Linked DNA regions of Mus musculus: region 1 is linked to region 2. Evidence: chromatin contacts called from public promoter capture Hi-C data. All regions are on one chromosome and are shown on one strand. The core of a region is the stretch at or near the end of the contact, and the rest is flanking DNA. Distances in the headings are between cores, read along the strand shown.

Region 1 (5,029 bases), core at 1,538-4,037, 100 kb before region 2:
GTTGAGTTTCTGGCACGAACTGTTGATGCTGTGCTCTAAATTCTCAGGTCCGCTTCTGATTTCAGTCGCAGTGGGGCTGAAAAGCTACTGTAATGAAGGCAGCCTCCCGTTTCCCATGCCTCAAGGTCACTGCATCACCCTGGAGCTTGCTGAAGCATGAATAACAATGGGAAACCATTCCCAACATTAGTGGAAGGGCAAATTAAATGGTGGATTCACTTCCCAGCCCCAAAGCCAAAAGCACATCATTTCTTTCCTTTTTGGTTTTTGTTTTCGAGAAGGGTTTCTCTGTGTAGCCTTGGCTGTCCTGGACTTCTCTGTAAACCAGGCTAGCCTTGAACTCTTAGAGACCCACCTGCCTCTGCTTCCTGAATGCTGGGATTAAAGGTGTGCTCCCCCGCTGCCTGGCTATCAACACATCATTTCTTTGGATACTTTGCACACCATTCTTAAGACAACCCGTCGCACCTCCAGCACCCACAGTGTTCCTCCTCCTCCTCCTCCTCCTCCTCCTCCTCTTCAAGATTTATTTATTTATTTATATATTTTACGTACGTGAGTACACTGTTGCTGTCTTCAGCCATACCAGAAGAGGGCATCTGATGCTCATTACAGATGGTTGTGAATCACCATGTGGTTGCTGAGAATTGAACTCAGGACCTCTGGAAGAGCAGTCAGTTCTCTTAACCACTGAGCCATTTCGCCAGCCTGTTTCTCTGCTTCTTAATGTCCTCTCTAGCTGCCCTGTCCTCATTCTCCTAGCTCTATCTGTGATCTTGACATCACCTCTGTACTGGCTAGTTTTGTGTCAACTTGACACAGCTGGAGTTACCACAGAGAAAGGAGCTTCAGTTGAGGAAATGCCTCCATGAGATCCAACTGTAAGGCATTTTCTCAATTAGTGATCAAGGGGAAAGGTCCCTTGTGGGTGGGACCATCTCTGGGCTGGTAGTCTTGGGTTCTATAAGAGAGCAGGCTGAGCAAGCCAGGGGAGGCAAGCCAGTAAACAACATCCCTCCATGGCCTCTGCATCAGCTCCTGCTTCCTGACCTGCTTGAGTTCCAGTCCTGACTTCCTTGGTGATAAACAGCAGTATGGAATTGTAAACTGAATAAACCCTTTCCTCCCCAACTTGTTTCTTGGTCATAATGTTTGTGCAGGAATAGAAACCTTGACTAAGACAACCTCCATCAGGACGCATATGAAACACACACACACAAATAAATAGTTTTTCATGCAAAATGGATGCTGGCAAATCTGAAATCATCAAAACCAACACCCTTCTTCAAAAGTTGTTGGATAAGAAGCACTAATGTTCCGGGTTAAATGCTATTAGGTAGCATAATTCTCTCTTCCTTGGAGAAGAGCAGCCTTTTAATTTATACAGGGCTTCAACTGATCAAATGAAACTTACCCACACAATGCAGGACAATCTGTTTTACTTGACAAATGTAAATGATAACCTCATCCAATCACTGCCCAGAAACAACCAGAATAATATTTGATTAAGTATCTGAGCATCCCATGGCCAATTCAAATATATGCAAAAACTAGTCATTACAAGGTCTGATTGGTGGAAACACAACCAAGACAGCAAATGTAACTCATTTTAGAGAATACTCTTCAAATTGTAATTAGAGTGTTTCCCACGAACAAGCTATCACAGGAATCCTGCATTTCTTCCTCTGCCACCTTCTCTATATCCTCATGCAGACTTGTGGCCCTCATCAAGAAAGTCTTATAATACTCAGGGGTGAACAGCCCTGCCATTGCTGTCTGTGGATGTGAGACAGGAGAGGAGATTAATGTGTGCACATATGGGGAGTTAATATCCTCTCCCTGTGTCATGTTCTAGTTCTTAGGTGCATTCCACTGAAGAAATATAGTTTTTAGCTTGGCTAATGTGCACCAAAGCTATTTGCAAAAGCTTTTCCCTTCCCCCTGCTGCTTGAGGAATTTTCCCTTTCCCTGCCAATATAAGCAAGTTCAATAGTTCAATACCACCCGGGCCCTTCCCCATCTGAGAGGACTGACTAAGAGGTCATGATGACCACAGTTGACCAGAGCAAGATTAGCAGTTCTCAAAAATTAGCTATAACACAGATAACAGTCCTTGGAAATCCTGCCTCAGTTTGAATTCCACAATAAACCACATACTGTCCTAACCTTGCTGACGAAGTTTTCTGGCACATCAACAGCTGATCACTAAAATTAAAAATACACTATTGCTTTGCTAGCCAATAATGATATCACTGTGAGGTGCCCCCCTTTCAAAGATTATAAAAAAGATGTACTTTTGACAATCGGGGTTTACTCTCCCTGCGAGGCTGAGCAACGCCCCCCCCCCCCATGGTTTTATTCCACGCACGTTAGAATAAAAACCTCTTGTCATTGTTGCAGCGTTCTGCCGTCAAGCTGTGTGTTTCTGGGGGTCGCGTTCTCAACACTTGGGCCCTTGGGGGCCCAACACCATCTCCCTGGACTTGGCACTTAATTCCACTAACAGGGAGGTCAGACATGTGCTTAGATCAGCTACACAGAAGTCCAGCTTGGCCCCAAAGCCACCAATAGTGGTCAGAAGAGACGTGTTTGAGGTAGCTGTCCCTGGTGCTGACTGGACGCTAAAGCCTATGTAGGGACGTCTGGGTTTCTATCCGCGGTGCTGCCCATTTCTTCCTCCAGTTCCTCAAGGTTTGGATGAAAGAATGGTTTTTAAAGCACAGACGAAACATCGAAGTAATTTCCTTTTTTTTTTTTTTTCTGAAGTAAGTGCCATATGATTTAGGTTACACATAGGTTTCCTGCTGACACACGGGAGAGCAAGAAACTAAGAAACTCAAGGACTAGTGGATGCGCGCTTCCCATCTCTCTGCCACAGAGACGCTTGGCCACTGCGAGATCCAGGGAAAGAAGCTGGAGTCCCTGGGAAAGCAGAGAATAAATACCAGCAGACTCGAGAGAAGGCAAAGGGTTACAAGTGAGCAGGCTGTGTCTGCGCGCAGCTGGTGCAGGGGGGCTTCCGGGGCTACAGGGGCTACAAAACGGCTGTGATGCAATCACGCAAGTCACCGCGTCAAAGCGTGGATCCGGGGATGTGCGCACCGCGGCCCCCTGCATCCCGCTGCGGCTAATCCTGCGGGCAGCCGCCGCCAACAATTTGTCCCCATTCCGCAGCAACCGCCCGGGTCCCTCGCGATCCCCGACCACCGCGGCAGTTCCTGAGAGCTGCGGGGGCCATGAAACCCGCGGGCGGCCGCGGCGGCTGGGGCTGGGGTGGCGGCAAGGGAGGCAGCAAGGGAGGTGACACGGGCTCAGGGACCAAAGGCGGCTTCGGGGCACGCACACGCGGCTCCAGCGGCGGCGGCCGGGGCCGGGGACGAGGCGGCGGCGGGGGCGGCGGGGGCGGCGGCGGCGACAGGCAGCGACGCGGCGGTCCAGGCAAGAACAAGAACCGCCGCAAGAAGGGCATCACGGTGTCGGTGGAGCCGCATCGGCACGAGGGCGTGTTCATCTACCGCGGCGCGGAGGATGCTCTGGTCACACTGAACATGGTGCCTGGAGTCTCGGTGTACGGCGAGAAGCGCGTCACCGTGATGGAGAACGGGGAGAAACAGGAGTACCGCACGTGGAATCCCTTCCGCTCCAAATTGGCAGCGGCCATCCTGGGCGGCGTGGACCAGATCCACATCAAGCCCAAGTCCAAAGTGTTGTACCTGGGCGCCGCCTCCGGAACCACTGTCTCACACGTCTCCGACATCATCGGCCCCGACGGCCTGGTCTATGCGGTTGAATTCTCCCATCGCGCCGGCCGCGATCTGGTCAACGTGGCCAAGAAGCGCACCAACATCATCCCGGTGCTGGAAGATGCCCGGCACCCGCTCAAGTATCGCATGCTCATTGGCATGGTGGACGTGATCTTCGCCGATGTGGCCCAGCCAGATCAGTCGCGCATCGTGGCGCTTAACGCCCACACCTTTCTGCGCAACGGAGGCCACTTTCTCATTTCCATCAAGGCCAACTGCATCGACTCCACAGCGTCTGCCGAGGCCGTGTTTGCTTCTGAGGTGAGGAAGCTGCAACAGGAGAACTTGAAGCCACAGGAGCAGCTGACTCTGGAGCCCTACGAAAGGGACCACGCCGTCGTCGTCGGGGTCTATCGGCCCCCACCCAAGAGCAAGTAGCAGCAGCAGAAACCAGGGAAGGTGCCCCCGCGCTGCCACAAGACTGTGTCTTTGTGCCTGTCCTAGTGCGTTGTTTTTCTATTTAATAAAATAAACAATTCCCAAGTGTACAGTTGAGGCCAGAGTGGGTTTTGCAGCTGCACCAGTCGCTCTCCAGCCTTGGTGGCCTAATACAGAGGTATAGGGCCCCTTCAAGGAACAACATGGGAGTGGTGTCTATTCCAGTCACCCCAGGCCTGGTCTCCACAGGGTCCCATTTTTACACGTGTCTTTTAATCACAGGAACAAGGATAGGAGAGCCCGCTAGTGATCTTTAAAGTATTTCTTGGGGGAAATACGAAGGCACTGGGGTTTTTTTGTTTTGTTTTGTTTTGGGGGCGGGGGTGGGGGTGGTCAAGGCTGAGTCCAGGGAAGACTATTGGATGCTGACCTATTCAACCTGACTCAAAGCTAGGCTCTTCCCTGTGTGTCTGTTTTCTGAAATGCCATCTTCTTTTGTAGCCCTGGCCGAGCTTAATCCTCCTGCCTCTACTTCCGGAGTATGCAAGAAGTAGATGTAAACCAACTCAAACCCAGATTATCAGCCACAATGGTTTGTTTTGTTTTCTTCATTTTTCTGCAGTCCTTGTGACATTTAATCATCTCTCCAGCTCTACGGTGGCTTTGTTACAATTTCCATGTTCTTTGTGAAGCAGTGGGCTTCCCGAGGTGAATACCAGTTGCCCAGACTTACAGAGGAGGGAGAATCTTGTTGCCACCTTTTGGTATCCCTCGTGCTGTCTTGGCTCTGCCCTTTCCCACCTGACACGCACACAGAAGTAGGAATCTGAGGCCTCCTGTTCTCTCTC
Region 2 (4,498 bases), core at 628-3,127:
CCTAGTCGGCCATCACTGCAAAGAGAGGCCCATTGGACTTGCAAACTTTATATGCCCCAGTACAGGGGAATGCCAGGGCCAAAAAGTGGGAGTGGGTGGGTAGGGAGGTGGGGGGGGAGGGTAGGGGGGAACTTTTGGGATAGCATTGGAAATGTAAATGAGGAAAATACCTAAAAAAAAAGATTTCAGCAATTTGTCCTTGTTCCTGAATCCGTTATATTACCACCACTTCTGAGCAGGCCGCATCTAAAGAAAGAGGGTCTTGTGTGCCAAGCGAGTTTTATCCCTATTCCTGAACTCCAGAGTTGGCAGCTTAGGGAGACAGGGCTGTTTACTCTCCTTCCCCAGCTCATCTGTGACAGAGCAGGACTTACCTGGGCTGTGTACAGTGCCAACACACTCACTTCTATTATTTGATAATTCTACAATTAGGTACCAGATAACCACTTTACAGATAAAAACACTGAGGCCCAGAGAGATGATGTGATTTGTCTGAGGTCATCCAGCTTATACATGTTAGAGATAGGATTTACAGGCAAGACTTTTGGTTCCAAAGTTCTGTTTCTCCCGGAACACTTTCAGTGGCAGGGCCTGGGAGGGAACTGTGGTGGGTTACAGGATTTTGGGGACACGAAGAAAGGGGCTCCCTGGGGAGTCTGTAGATCTGTCTCATTGGTGGACAGGAGAGCCTCTCTCATCTTGAAGTCTCCTTGGGATTCTCACTGATTTACAGGCAGCAGGGGGAGTTTCCATGGCTGTGGCACTTCAGAAGAGCCGAGGGAAATGGCAGGTACTATACAGGTTGGCAGGTGGGACAGAGATGGAGGCCGCTCCCCATCCTCTCACTGTTGGGCAGAACAATAGCCAATCACAGAAGTCCCCTATCTCAGTGTCCTCCCCCACATGGGGGAGAGTAACGTGCCAGAATTATTGGGTGATCAAATTATTGGGGGAGTGTGATATTGGTGATATTGGTGCTATTTACGAGGGGCTAAGTGCTAGTTTTGAAAGCACCAAGTTAGATCCCTAGAGCCCCCAGAAAAAGCCAGGGGCAGCACTATCCATCAGCAATCCTAGCCTGGCAGTCAGTTTCAAGTTAGTGAGAGATGGTGCCTCCAAAGATGGACGGCCCCAGAGGAACCATACCTGAGGTTCTCCTCTGGCCTCCACGTGCACGTGCACGCACACAGAGAACATTGACAATAAGAACCCGCCACAGCCCGCACCCTGGTGATCTTCACTGTAGCTCTGATCCTGGGATCCACACAAGTCCTCCAAAAAACCCGTAGCCATTTGTCACTCTTTCATCCATCCCCCCCAAACTCCCTTCTTCTTTTCCCCTTTCCTCCTCATGGACCTGTCCACTCTTGCTCCTTCCTCTCCACCCGCTTGTCTATTATCCATCTACCCATGCTTCTGCTGAGGGCTGAGTTCTATGGTCTTAGGTGCTGGGGACTAGAAACAAATCACGAAGCCCACACATCTCCTCTAAATCAAACGACCAACTTTTGAGCATAGTCTAGCCAAGCAGCAGGAAAATGAGGGCGAGGCAGGAGCTGAGAGACACCGGGGTGTCTGGTTCAGGGATGGAGGCAGGAGCTGAGAGACACCAGGGTGTCTGGCTCAGGGATGGAGGCAGGAGCTGAGAGACACCGGGGTATCTGGTTCAGGGATGGAGGCAGGAGCTGAGAGACACCGGGGTATCTGGTTCAGGGATGGAGGCAGGAGCTGAGAGACACCGGGGTATCTGGTTCAGGGATGGAGGCAGGAGCTGAGAGACACTGGGGTGTCTGGTTCAGTGATGGGGAGCTGAGCAGCCATCAAGCTGCGTGGATGGGTCAGAAGCATCTCTACTGCACCGAGTGAGTCATGAATGAGGGCAGATGCTGCCCTCTTGCAGGCAAGTTGATTAGTATCAAGGTTAGAGAAAGAGGGCCAAGCCCTCCCTTCGTGCATGTGCAAAACTATGTAGCTGTGTCCCTGACCACCCCAGAGCTGCTGCTATCCTGGTAATTGAGCTCCTGGGACCTATAACTGAAAGGCGGGATGGGCTATTTGGGAACTCAGTTCCAAAGGTTGCATTCCAGAGCTGTTTTAGGCCAGTCTTTGAAAGAGTCCTGTTTACTTCTTGGTGACCAGGAAGCAAGAAAGAAGTGGCTGGATCCCAAGGTGCCAATGTTCCCTGTAAGTCCCCCCACCCCCCACCCCCCAGTGACCTCACTTCCTCTTCCAATGGGCCACTTCCTAATAGCACCACAGACTGGAGGCCAGGCCTCATGCTTGGGTGAGCATTAGGCAGTCTCTCTATCAGAAGCAGCTATGAAGCCAGAGTTCCGCTGTGTGGTCTTCTCTTTCTTTCCTTCCAGAACCAAGCAAGGGTCAAGGTAGTCAGGGTAGCTATTTTCCTGTTTTGGATATACTCTGGCACAGCAAGCAGCACTGTTAGCTCCTTCCTGGCTGTTAAAGCCATTCCCTTGTTCCTTCCTGAGCTCTGTAGGGCCATCTGAGGCGTCGGCATATGGTTGAGGACTACCAGGCTGGAGACAGTGCTTACAGCAGCTATCAAGGTAACAAGGGCTGCAGTTACAATTCTCTGCCCCAGGAGTGTTGGGCTCCTCTGGCTCCAAGGACAGCTTTGTCTGCCTGTCCTACCTGCCCTTAAAAAAGGTGTAAGGGCCAGAGAGATGGCTTGGAGGGCAAAGAGATGTGTTACATTCAATACCTGAGGTTGACCCTAGAATCCTCGTAAAGCCAGACACAGTAGTGTGTATCTACAGTCTCAAAGTTTCAGAGAGATGGAGGGTGGAGACAGGAGAGCCCTCAGAATGTCACAGGTCAGCCAGCCTGGCATATACAGGAATAAACAAGACAGCCAGTATCAAAGTGGCAGGGGAAGACTGAAACACGGCGTCGTTCCCTGGCCTCCACAAGCATGCCCTGGAGTGCACATGCCTGCCCTCACAATCGCAGACACCAAACAGAGATTTCTGTCAAAGTTGTAAACAAAGATCTTCCAAATCAAAATATCAGTGGGAAAAAGGCTATACTGCTAACAACAACAACAACAACAACAACAACAACAACAACAACAACAAGAAGGATGGTAAGAACAAAAGCCAAGCCCAACCCTTCTGTTTGCTCTAAGAGAAATGCCCATGCTGCATTGCCAAGCTCAGGTGATCAGTGATTGGCTCCTAGAGAGATCGTTGGGGATGTCAGGGGAGACGAGGGCCTGAGAGTCTTTGACTGTCCACTGGGCCCAGACAGTAGCCGTGGCCGCAGTGCTGTAGCTGAGGCTGGAGGGCTCCTGCATAGGGCTGCCCTGGCCACAGGCATTGCCAGAGGGGCCCACGGTTCTCTCCAGTGTTTGCGTGCACGTGAGCCCCTGCACATGGACCTGTGCACCAGTTGCATGCCTGGTGCTTCCTGGAGCCAGAAGAGGATGTTGGGTCCTAGAACTACAGTTACAGTGAGCTGGATGCTATGGCTTCTGGGAACCGAGAGCGTCTTCTATGAGAGCAGTGGCAGTGGGTGGGCCATGCAGTAAGGGCGGGAGCTGAAGACCTTCATTTAACCCTAACAAGCCCACAGGCAGGAGCCACATCTTTCCTCATTTGGAAACAAGAGACTCACTGCCTAGGGAATTAGAGTACCTCACGAAGAGTCAGGACTTAAACTCATGTCTCCCAGCTAAGGGAGGGACTGCAGGCCACTGTACAAGAAAGATTACCAGGTGGTCATCCCCCCCCTCAATGCCAAGAGTGGCCAATAGGTGGCGACAGAGCCCTGCAGGAACAAAGAGTTCCCGTGATTTCTTTAGGCGAGCAGCCTGGGCCTAGGGACCCTACTCTGGCAACTGACTCCTGCACCCTAGTACCACAGCCTGCAGCCACACAATGGGAGGGTGGGTTTAATGGAAACCTATCCTGTGTCCAAGGCTCTTCCCATCCCGGGATTTCTCTGAGCAATCAGGCTTCCCAGCCCTCAAATAGAGTGGTGATGGTTTGCTACTCCATGTGTGAGGATCAGATGGGACCAGGACCTTGGCAGTGATGGTGGCAACTCAAACTGCCAGGGTACGCGCCCTGCCAGGTAGAGCTGACTCGTGCATGGAGTTCTGAGCCTTAAAACCTTAAAAAAGCTAAGAAATAGCCCCCCCAAACACTGAATTTCCCAGTTTTTCTTCATAGTCTATAGCTCCTATCTCACAACTCCACCCACTGAGGTTCTGGTTAGATGCCCTTCCTGAAGGCCCCTGGCCCTGTGGGTAGAGGAGTCCCGTGGTAAGTGTCCATACTGAAGGCCTGGCCTTTCCTGGGGCAGGAAAGACCCAGCTGGGCTTGAAGTGTCTGCCCTGTGGCCTACAGCAGCATCTTGACATACTCCCTCACTTCTTATGACTACTGGGGGTCCTGAGCAGCATCGAGGATGGGCCGAGGGAGGCCCTGGAACCCAGTTGCTCTAGAAGGATGAAGCCTGCAGGGGCCCTGGCAGCTCA

What was found. Promoter capture Hi-C pulls out the DNA fragments that hold promoters and counts their contacts.
Region 1: a contact with region 2 is called in a promoter capture Hi-C map of hippocampal neurons, with 2.8 times the contacts expected there. The contact joins the promoter of Fbll1 here to the enhancer-like site in region 2. A contact is called at or near these places in 4 of 39 promoter capture datasets (the 3T3-L1 cell line, hippocampal neurons and liver), 11 of 484 Hi-C or Micro-C datasets (the 3T3-L1 cell line, brown adipocytes, embryonic stem cells and 1 more), 1 of 115 datasets of contacts at active chromatin or transcription factors (embryonic stem cells) and 1 of 9 other capture datasets (adipose tissue).

The regions. Positions count from the first base shown.
Region 1 is chr11:35,796,642-35,801,670 of GRCm38.p6, reverse strand. It overlaps Fbll1 (fibrillarin-like 1), which reads left to right and starts at 2,787. Exons shown (of 1, transcript NM_001004147.3): 1 at 2,787-4,291. The coding sequence starts at 3,237. The coding sequence ends at 4,181.
Region 2 is chr11:35,692,625-35,697,122 of GRCm38.p6, reverse strand. All of the region lies in intron 32 of Slit3 (slit guidance ligand 3), which reads right to left. Among named protein-coding and RNA genes, the nearest start is that of Gm46278, 18 kb to the right of the region's middle. Within about 2 kb of position 1,877, at least 11 of the 459 cell types and tissues checked have an H3K27ac peak or open chromatin away from gene starts, as enhancers often do. A contact at or near this core is called in adipose tissue, where this site is marked.